Linked DNA regions of Mus musculus: regions 1 and 3 are each linked to region 2. Evidence: chromatin contacts called from public HiChIP or PLAC-seq data. All regions are on one chromosome and are shown on one strand. The core of a region is the stretch at or near the end of the contact, and the rest is flanking DNA. Distances in the headings are between cores, read along the strand shown. Region 1 overlaps Ano1 (anoctamin 1, calcium activated chloride channel). Region 2 holds the start of Fgf15 (fibroblast growth factor 15). Region 3 overlaps Ano1 (anoctamin 1, calcium activated chloride channel).

Region 1 (2,848 bases), core at 328-2,827, 280 kb before region 2:
TCCTACCGGCCTTTGAAGAAGGCGACATAGAAGATGGGAGTGTAAGAGTTCACAAACTTGAGCAGGAAGGCCTTGAAGGTTAGCCTCTCCTCAAAGCTCTTCTCTGTCTTTGGGACCTCTGAGGAGAGACATACGGTACTGACTGTGCCAGCTGCTAGCCACTCACAGCCAGGCCAGGCCAGGGGAAGTTGGGACTAGCCACAGTTCTGTGACCAGGCTGCCCACTTCAAGGCTGGCCCTGCCCTAGGCCCATGCTGCCTATGCTGTCCTGCACATGGCACTCACCAATCTTGGTGAGCCACCTGGCAATGCAGCCGTAAACTTCATCCAGCAGAATGATGACCACGAGGTTGATGATAACAGCGGTGGCCGTGACTGTAACCCGGATGTTGGACCGCACAGACGGGGAGGAGTTCATGGCCAAGGCTGCAGCTGTGGAGATTCTATAGATGATAACTCCGAGGACGATTGCAAATGTCACTGCGATCTGCAGGGCAGGCGTAGACATGCTTAGTGGGAATGCTAGGGGTGGTTTGGGGGAAGGCGAAGAGCTCCTGTGAACCTGCTCGTCTGCTCCTAACCCCCAATTTTCCTGCATCAGAACTAAAGCTGGAATTACTGGAGTCACCCACCCGATGCCAGGTTTTCGGTAGGAGTCAGACCGCAGAACAAGAAGAAAAAGTGGGAAGACTCCCAGGATCAGAGAGGTCGTGTGGCTGGGTCAGGGCACCTAGCTCTGGAACAGGCTTCACCAGCTGGTTCTTCCAAGCCTAAAGTTCTCCAGATCTGTTTACAATCCTTCCTTACTGTCCCCTATGTAGATCCCAGGACACTGTAGCCACACCCCCAGTGGCTGTTCTGGTGGGTGGTAGAGCAGACTGGCTGCCGTGGATGCTTCTTGCCCAACCTGAGGCAACTAAGATAGCAGACATTTAGTGTGCAGGGCTGAGTTGGTGCCCTCACTGTGATCATGTAGATGGTGGCATCCTGCAGGTTTGCTGGGGCATGGGCAGAGTCTTCCCACAGATATCTTGCAGTTACTACCTTCCAGCTCTTCCATGACAGCAGTCCCAAAGCTAGCCAAACCCATCTCAGGCTACAACATTCCATGGAACTCAGACTGCTGGTGCCTGAGAGATGGGTGGGAAGCTGGTGACAGGTTTGTTCCGCCTGCTACAGTCGTCTGTCTGGGTTCCTTTTCCCTTTGGCACAGGTCCATGGGTAAGACCCAGTCTCTGCCCAGCCCAAGGGTGTGAACACCCCACCCTAGAGCTTGCTGGGCAAGGGTTGGCATGTCTGAGGTTCGAAAAGCAAAGCATAGCTGGGCTTTAACCAATTGTGTGTAGGTTTTGGCTGCTCTGGGCTCGGGCCCTTATGCCCCTGAGTCCTGGATGGAGGGGAAGCCTTGTCCTTGCTGGCATGGTCTCTTATGGCTCCTGGCACTGCTGCTCTCTGTTGCCCACTCAGGGGACATGGCCTTTGGAATTTCTTCAGAAGACTTGCCCTGTACACTATGGGCCATAACCAGACCTTTCCAGACATCTGTTAGTGACTAAACAGAGAAACACCCTGCCTGGGAAACCATCTGCAGCCCCCACTATGCCCTGTAAGCACAAGGCATGGATACCACGCCTTGATCTGTGCCAGGCACTGAGGTTTTCCTCGGAACACCCCTCAGGTCTGCCAAGAGGCCATTCCTGGCCATAAGGACATCTCTTGTGCCAGCGTGCAGAGGTGGGGAAGGCTCTGGGTCTGTGGTGACTCAGCAGAGGCAGCCCTCCACCCTCCTCCTCTGAGGGAGCCACGAGCCATGTGCCCTGCACTTCTGGCTGGCCATGCACACTGATGTCTTCAGGCTTAGCTCATGTGCATCACCAGTATCTGTGCCTGAATGGAACTCTGGGGTCAGGAGTGAAGCTGTATCTCCCATCAGCCATGAACCTGTATCTCTTGTGACAGGACCCTTAAAAAAAGACAGTCCCAGCTGGTTTCCTACCTGTGTCTGTCTACCCTGGCTTCACTCACCTACCTCTGTTAGCTCACCCTATATTCCTTATTAAGGCAGGGGAGGTAGGTAGGAGAAAGGATTCTGACCAATGGGATACATTGTGGGAGGGTCTTCTGAGGAAGCCCCCTTCACACACAGGCAGCCTCTGCTGCTCATCTTTTGCTTTATTCTCAGCTTTCCCCTTTCTTACCTGGAATGCAGAAGTGATGTTGGAGGAGGAGCTATAAGGCAATCGGGATGAGTGAGCAGAAGTCCAGAGATGCCAGTGCCTCTGGCCACACTAGGCCCTAGGCTACCTACCCTCTTCCTAAGCCATCACTGGCCCTTTTGCTAGGAGCAGCTGAACTGTGGGGCTGCTGGAGTCTCTTGATTCCCGAGCTTTGCCCTTCACTGACTAAGGGCTGGGGGTGTGATTCTCTGGTTATGCCTCAGTACCTGAGGGAACGTGCCGCCCTCAAAATGAAGCTGAGAGTGTGTCTGTAGTCCCAGCTACTCTAGAGGTCAAGGTTCAGAAGCTCAGGAAGAGCCTGGGCAGCACAGGCCTCATCAAAGTGAATCAGAGCAAATGAGTGTGAGCTTGACTTCCTGTGAGTTCCTGGCTTCTCCAGGAAAAGGTGGGTGAAGCTAAGGCCTACACTGTCTTCCAGCGGCCCACCCTGCCCAGGAAACACAGCCTGACTCAAGGCTGTCTGTCCATCTCATATGAAATGAGGGGCCCGTAGGGCAGATGAAGAAGAAATAAGCTGTTAGCTTTGCCCCTTCTGGCTTGGCCTTCCAAAGAACAGCCTTTAGATCTGTTTCCTCAGCAGCAGCATTGTGGAGTCAGGGCTGGCTAGCTGT
Region 2 (2,951 bases), core at 77-2,576:
CCACATTTATCACGGACATTAAAACAAAAGCGTCAGGAGAAGGCAATTAAGATTAATAGCCCGCGCTGTCGATTGAGAATCACAAGGGAGAAGTAATTAGATTTTACAGGAGACATCGCTCTCTAAAACAAGCCTCACAGCATGGGAGTCCCCGGTCCTGAGAGCCTTCGGTGATGTCTTTTTGTAAAGGCTTTCCTGATGACATTCTCCCAGAGCTCCGTCATTAATGCCAGTCACTGATGGCGTCTGAAAGTGGCGTGTTCCTCATTGAGATTCATCAGATCTGCCATTTCTCTGCTGTCCCGCCCCTGCAGACAGACCTCCCATCACCACGGAGCTAGGCCAGTACCTTTTTACCCAAACCAGCCTCCTGGGGCCCCACATACAGGAGTTGGGGGGTTGGAGGCATAATGAGAAAGGATAAGCGCTGAGCCAAAGCCCCCTGCGAGGACCCTTTCTTTCAGGCAGGGGAATTCTCTGCAGGCTGCCTCCTTTTCTTTGCAAGAGCGGCTCTAGGAGAAGCCCCCATTCTCCTCCCACCTGACCGGCCGCCAGCAGCGTCCACCGTTGCTCCTAGCTGGCCCCCTCCTCTCCGGTACGCAGCTGTCCCCCGCGCACAGACTCAAGGGCCTGATCATCGACCCAAGAGGGGATCCCGCGGCCTGCCGTGCTTCTGCACGCTGGTCAGTCCACCCTTCTCAAAAGTCGCAGCCCCAGTGACATTCCACTTGTGGAGTCCACGCGCGAGGCAGGCAGAGGACGTGCAGACAGCGACTGGCAGCACATTGGAGACCGAAACTAGGGCTGAAGCGCCACCTAGTGCGTGCGACACGTTCTCACGAGGTCTCCACCTTGTAGGGCAAATATCCATGAAAAGGGAGCCTAGGTCTGGGGCCGGGAGAATGAGGGAGGGTAGGATCTGCGATAGCGTGCTAAAGGAGAGATTCAAGACTCAAACAGGGGGCTACGGAGGCAGAGCTCTGCGTGCCTTCTAGTCTCTGTGACTGTCCCACGCGCATCCCTCTGAAAGCCCAGGGCCTGAAGACCTCAATAATTAATAGTAAAATTAAAATAGCCTATTCAATAACCACCAAGATACTGTGCATTGAACACTTGCTCCCCAGGCCAGGGTCGCAAAGGGGGGGCTCCTCCTCTGCCAGATCTGGCCGGCCTGGGCGGGGTCACTGGGTTGGGGCTTGAATGGGTGTGTGCGGGGGGCGGAGACTTGATGCAATTAGGAGGAGAAATGCTCTGATGCCCGGGTCACCTACCCGCGGGGCCCGCGGGACGAAACGTATATAAGGCCGCGTGCCCGGAGCCACCCCACTGTCGGAGCAGTAACTCTGTGCGCCCCACGCCACAAGCGCCCAGTTGCTTTGTGGGTTGTGCCTGCCCTGCGCCTGCAACTTGAGTCCCCGCCGCATCGCAGTCTCCGCGCCACCTTTGTAACGGCCTTCAGGACCCCGAGGTGTCATGGCGAGAAAGTGGAACGGGCGTGCGGTGGCCCGAGCCCTGGTCCTGGCCACTCTGTGGCTGGCTGTGTCTGGGCGTCCCCTGGCTCAGCAATCCCAGTCTGTGTCAGATGAAGATCCACTCTTTCTCTACGGCTGGGGCAAGATTACCCGCCTGCAGTACCTGTACTCCGCTGGTCCCTATGTCTCCAACTGCTTCCTCCGAATCCGGAGCGACGGCTCTGTGGACTGCGAGGAGGACCAAAACGAACGAAGTGAGTATCATTCAGCCCGTCCCCTCCGGTCCCTTAGGACCCAGAAGCACGTGGGTGTGTCGCCGTGGCCTTAACATCCTCCCACCCCTGACTTCCAGACTGGAGCTGGGGAAGGGCGATGCAGTGTGGCCCCGCTGTACTCACGTGTTGCTGGGGCCCGGCAACATCTTTCTCTTGCTCGCAGATTTGTTGGAATTCCGCGCGGTCGCTCTGAAGACGATTGCCATCAAGGACGTCAGCAGCGTGCGGTACCTCTGCATGAGCGCGGACGGCAAGATATACGGGCTGGTGAGTGTTCCTCCACGCGGCGGGATGCTCGCGGCCGCGTTGGGTCCGTATTGTTTTTGTTTGTTTGTTTGTTCTTTCGCCTCCTGCTCAGGTCCAAAAGGAACTTCGAGGGCAAGGTACCAATGATAGTGGGGCTAATATTGCTCTTGCCCGCCCTGCGTAAAGTGATGGCCCCAGGCTGTAGCGGGGGAGCAGGGAGACCAGAGAAGCTGTCTAATCTTCCCAAAGACTGGGCTAACTGCTGAGTCCCATTCAGCTTTCGGCCCCTTTGATACTGAACAGGAAAGCCTCCTCTCCTGGCTTTGCGTGTTCGTGGTCCTCGATTTCCTCCCCCTCCCTCAAATAAAAAAGAAAAGAAAAAGGAAAGAAGGGTCTTTTCAATCAATTTTTCTTAGGTCCATGGTGTGATGCAAAAATTAGATACTTTAGAAAGTACCCAAGATGCTCATCTGCTTGTGACCTGGGGGAACTGGAGTGAGGCGAGATGGCTAGGTTCACATAACCCCTAAAAATCGGTAGTCATGAAGTATGTAGGCTAGTGCTCTGTAGGAATAGAGGCTGGGTTCAAAGAAGCCTTCAGCCCTACCTCTGGCAGTACCAGTGCGAGGTCCCCCAGTGGGGAAGGATGGCTACCGGACTTAACGTTTTTGTTGTTTTGTTTCTTTAAGAGTCCCCAAATTGTCTGTGGCTCTGAAGTTGATTTATCTACATGAAAAGACCACAGAGAAAGGAAAGAAAGAAAGAAAGAAAGAAAGAAAGAAAGAAAGAAAGAAGGAAAGAAAGAAAGGGGTCTGCAGAGAAAGGAAGGGGCTTCAGAGGAGGGGGTCCCCTGCCTGGCTGAAAGCTGACACCCAGGCCCAAGCAAATCTCCTGCCTGTATCTTCCTGAAGTCTTTATTTGTGCTGGGCAAGGAGTCCGACCTCCATTCTGCACTAAT
Region 3 (2,772 bases), core at 170-2,669, 270 kb before region 2:
ATCTTCATTAGGGTGACACCAAAACATGGCAGGTGAGTGCATACACACATATGCACACACACATGTATGCATGCACACACATGTACACACACACATGCACATGTGCATGTGCACGTGCACACAACATACAGACACACACACTCAAGCATGTTCAAGCGCACATGCATGTGCACAGGTACACATGTGCATACACATGCATGCACACATGCACACTCACACGCATAGGGTCTATTCCTACTACTACATAGCTGCCAGAGGGAAGCTGAGGTAATCCCTCAGCTGCTATGCATATTGCTAGGCCAGTGAGATAGTAAGCAAGCTGGACCAATGTGACCAATCTGGCAGTGTTCTATGCTTGTACTGGGGCTTGGGGTGTCACTGTGGGGTGGCCCTAGGTGAGCAGTGTGTGCTCTAGCCTGGGGCAGCAGCAAGGAGGCAGGAATGAGAGAGTATGAGAGAAATGGTGTCAGAGGGACGGAGTCTGTACGGCCATCGCACACACCCCCTGATCCTTATACACTCGAAGCAGAAGCAAGAAGAGTAGGAGTTCAAGGTCATCCCTGGCTATAGATCAAGTTCAAAGCTAGTGTCAGCTTCACGGAACCCTGTATTTAAAAAAAAAAAAAAGTCAAAAGTAAGAAAAAAATCTTTAAGAGGCACCAGGTGCCACCTTCTTTGGAACAGGATACAGAGTAGGGACGACAGGTCTCTGCAAAGGCAAGATGGATGACTCTGTACACATGGGTGAGTCCACGACAAAGGAGGTGTTACCCACTACCTGTGACAGACTTCATTCACTGTTGGTGAACACTTCCCACCCTCAAGGCTAGGCCATGTGGGTGGCACTTCGGTGAGGACCCTTCAAGAACCTTTAGGGCTGGGGCACAGCTCAGTGATAGAACCCAAGCTTAGCCCCTATGAAGCTGGCTGCAGGAAGCTCTAGTTCCAACCCTAGCACAGCCACCAAACAGACAAACAAACTCAAGGTCTGCTGTGGCAGGTTGTGGTTTCCATATTTGGGTTGCAGCCAAGTCGCTGTCTCTGGAGAGCTCAGAAATGATTTAGCTCAAATGAAGTGTGGGGTCACACAAACACCTCCCCTCCATCGGAGACCTCCTTCCTCCTAGAGGAGCCTCACCCTAGAGGTTGCTGCTCAAGCTCTGAGGGAGGCTGAGGCTCCAGAGGCTCCTCTCCTACCTTTCCTCCTAGAATTCTCCAGGGAGAGACTTCATGGTCAGACACAACCTCGAGGCAGATCCTCCCAAGGTGGGTAGCGGTGCACCCTGGGAAATGTGATGAACCCAAGTACCCTGAGGAGCTGATGTCCATCTCAGAGAATGCTCTGGCCACTGTCCTCCATTGCAATTGAGTCCCTCCTGACCAGTCACTGTAGAACTTACTCTGTCATTTATGGCCTCTGACTCAGTGTAAGGCAGGAAAACATCTATAACATGGTAACCCAGAGTGTTGGCTTCTGATTCCTCCTAGCAAGAACATGAAGTTCTTTAGAGCAAGTCCCTGCTGACCTCTCTAAGATCCCCTGACACACTCCCACCCATTTCCTGCAGCAGCAGGTTCCTTCAGTGTCCTGCACCTCACCCCCAGGGCTTTTGCACATGCTGTTTCCTTGGAATCCTAGTTGTTAAGACTTAAGAGCACTGAACCCCATTGGGCTTGCTTCTTGTGGTTTCTGAGGTGGTGAATACTTGGCAGCACCCCTTACACACTGACTGGTAAGTCTCTTTAGAGACTCTGTCAGCCATAGGACCTCAATGATCACCCTGTTGCTGCCTCCAAAGTTCTGAGGTTACAGGTACACAAACAAACACACTTTAAAACAAACAAACAAAAAAACAGGGATACTAGGGATTTGAACTCAGATCCTCAAGCTTGCATAACAGGAGTTCTTATCTACTGAGCTGTCTCCAAAACCCCACTCTGTGGGCACTCTCATAGGCATTTTCCTAACCCCACCCCCAACCCAATAGTTCAATGTGTTCAGTGGCAGCAACCATTCATAAAAGGTGTGGAACGTGGGCTGAGACTGTGCCCACGGCCTGCCTCCTCTCACCACATTCCCAGCTTAGAGACAGACGAGGAAGCTGAACTTAGAGCTCAGAGTCTCAGTGAACACACTGGGCTGTCCAGTGGCTTAAGACATGGCACTGAATAATCTGCCAGGCCCACCACTGGGACTTTTACCCACTGCACATCTTCACTGCTGTCTGCATGCCTGCCTCCTAACCATGTAGCTCAGTCTGACTCTGAGGACGTTGGTACCAAGAAGGAACCCTTAGACTGGGGCCTTCAGGCAGAGAGAAAATGTGGGCTGCATTAGATCCAGGTGAACAGGAGGTTCTGGTACATCTTTGGCCACGTTTCCCTCTTAGTAAGGTGCTTGTCTGACCAGCACAGGCTAAGATGACATAGACTGGGAAGGGACCCAGAATTACCCCCTTGGTCTACTATGGCTTCCCACAGCCAAGAGTGTTCAAGGCTGTCCTGGCCTTTTTCCTGCCCTGTAACCCATCAGCCAGTTGAGTCCAGAGGTGATAAAGTAGGCCCTCAAATGCTACCTATAAGGTTATCATAGCTCAGTTCACAAGCTTTCTGCCTCTTCTAGGCAGCCTCTCCTAGGTGATCCTGCCATTCTCTTCCAAGACTTTTCCTTTCAGCTGGGAGCCCTGGAGGTGCATGCTCAGAGCTTGCAGGCAGTATGGGAACCAGCCACCCCTGTGTGACTCATATATCCCCTGCTGGCAAGGCTGTGCA

What was found. HiChIP or PLAC-seq counts read pairs in DNA pulled down with a chosen protein or histone mark.
Region 1: a CTCF HiChIP or PLAC-seq map of the NIH/3T3 cell line shows a contact between it and region 2, with 7 read pairs. The contact joins the enhancer-like site here to the promoter of Fgf15 in region 2. A contact is called at or near these places in 8 of 39 promoter capture datasets (the 3T3-L1 cell line, embryonic stem cells, epiblast stem cells and 4 more), 1 of 15 datasets of contacts at CTCF or cohesin (the NIH/3T3 cell line), 5 of 484 Hi-C or Micro-C datasets (the P5424 cell line, bone marrow-derived macrophages, cerebral cortex and 2 more), 17 of 115 datasets of contacts at active chromatin or transcription factors (astrocytes, bone marrow-derived macrophages, embryonic basal ganglia and 10 more) and 1 of 9 other capture datasets (adipose tissue).
Region 3: a FOXA1 HiChIP or PLAC-seq map of pancreatic cancer cells shows a contact between it and region 2. The contact joins the enhancer-like site here to the promoter of Fgf15 in region 2. A contact is called at or near these places in 18 of 39 promoter capture datasets (the 3T3-L1 cell line, 3T3-L1-derived adipocytes, the HPC-7 cell line and 12 more), 1 of 15 datasets of contacts at CTCF or cohesin (the NIH/3T3 cell line), 1 of 484 Hi-C or Micro-C datasets (the AML12 cell line), 14 of 115 datasets of contacts at active chromatin or transcription factors (astrocytes, bone marrow-derived macrophages, craniofacial prominence and 8 more) and 1 of 9 other capture datasets (embryonic stem cells).

Annotation. Positions count from the first base shown.
Region 1 is chr7:144,611,329-144,614,176 of GRCm38.p6, forward strand. It overlaps Ano1 (anoctamin 1, calcium activated chloride channel), which reads right to left. Exons shown (of 26, transcript NM_178642.6): 17 at 286-487; 18 at 7-118. Among named protein-coding and RNA genes, the nearest start is that of Fadd, 30 kb to the left of the region's middle. Within about 2 kb of position 1,578, at least 47 of the 459 cell types and tissues checked have an H3K27ac peak or open chromatin away from gene starts, as enhancers often do. A contact at or near this core is called in the NIH/3T3 cell line, embryonic fibroblasts and pancreatic cancer cells, where this site is marked.
Region 2 is chr7:144,895,206-144,898,156 of GRCm38.p6, forward strand. Fgf15 (fibroblast growth factor 15) reads left to right here and starts at 1,327. Exons shown (of 3, transcript NM_008003.2): 1 at 1,327-1,726; 2 at 1,911-2,014. The coding sequence starts at 1,474. Gm26793 (a long non-coding RNA gene) reads right to left here. Exons shown (of 2, transcript XR_003946907.1): 1 at 1,871-2,951; 2 at 1-1,700. RefSeq lists a promoter at 1-1,412, enhancers at 1-476, 1-285, 306-338 and a cis regulatory region at 1,179-1,193.
Region 3 is chr7:144,629,787-144,632,558 of GRCm38.p6, forward strand. The region is part of intron 12 of Ano1 (anoctamin 1, calcium activated chloride channel); the gene reads right to left. Among named protein-coding and RNA genes, the nearest start is that of Fadd, 49 kb to the left of the region's middle. Within about 2 kb of position 1,420, at least 12 of the 459 cell types and tissues checked have an H3K27ac peak or open chromatin away from gene starts, as enhancers often do. A contact at or near this core is called in pancreatic cancer cells and trophoblast stem cells, where this site is marked.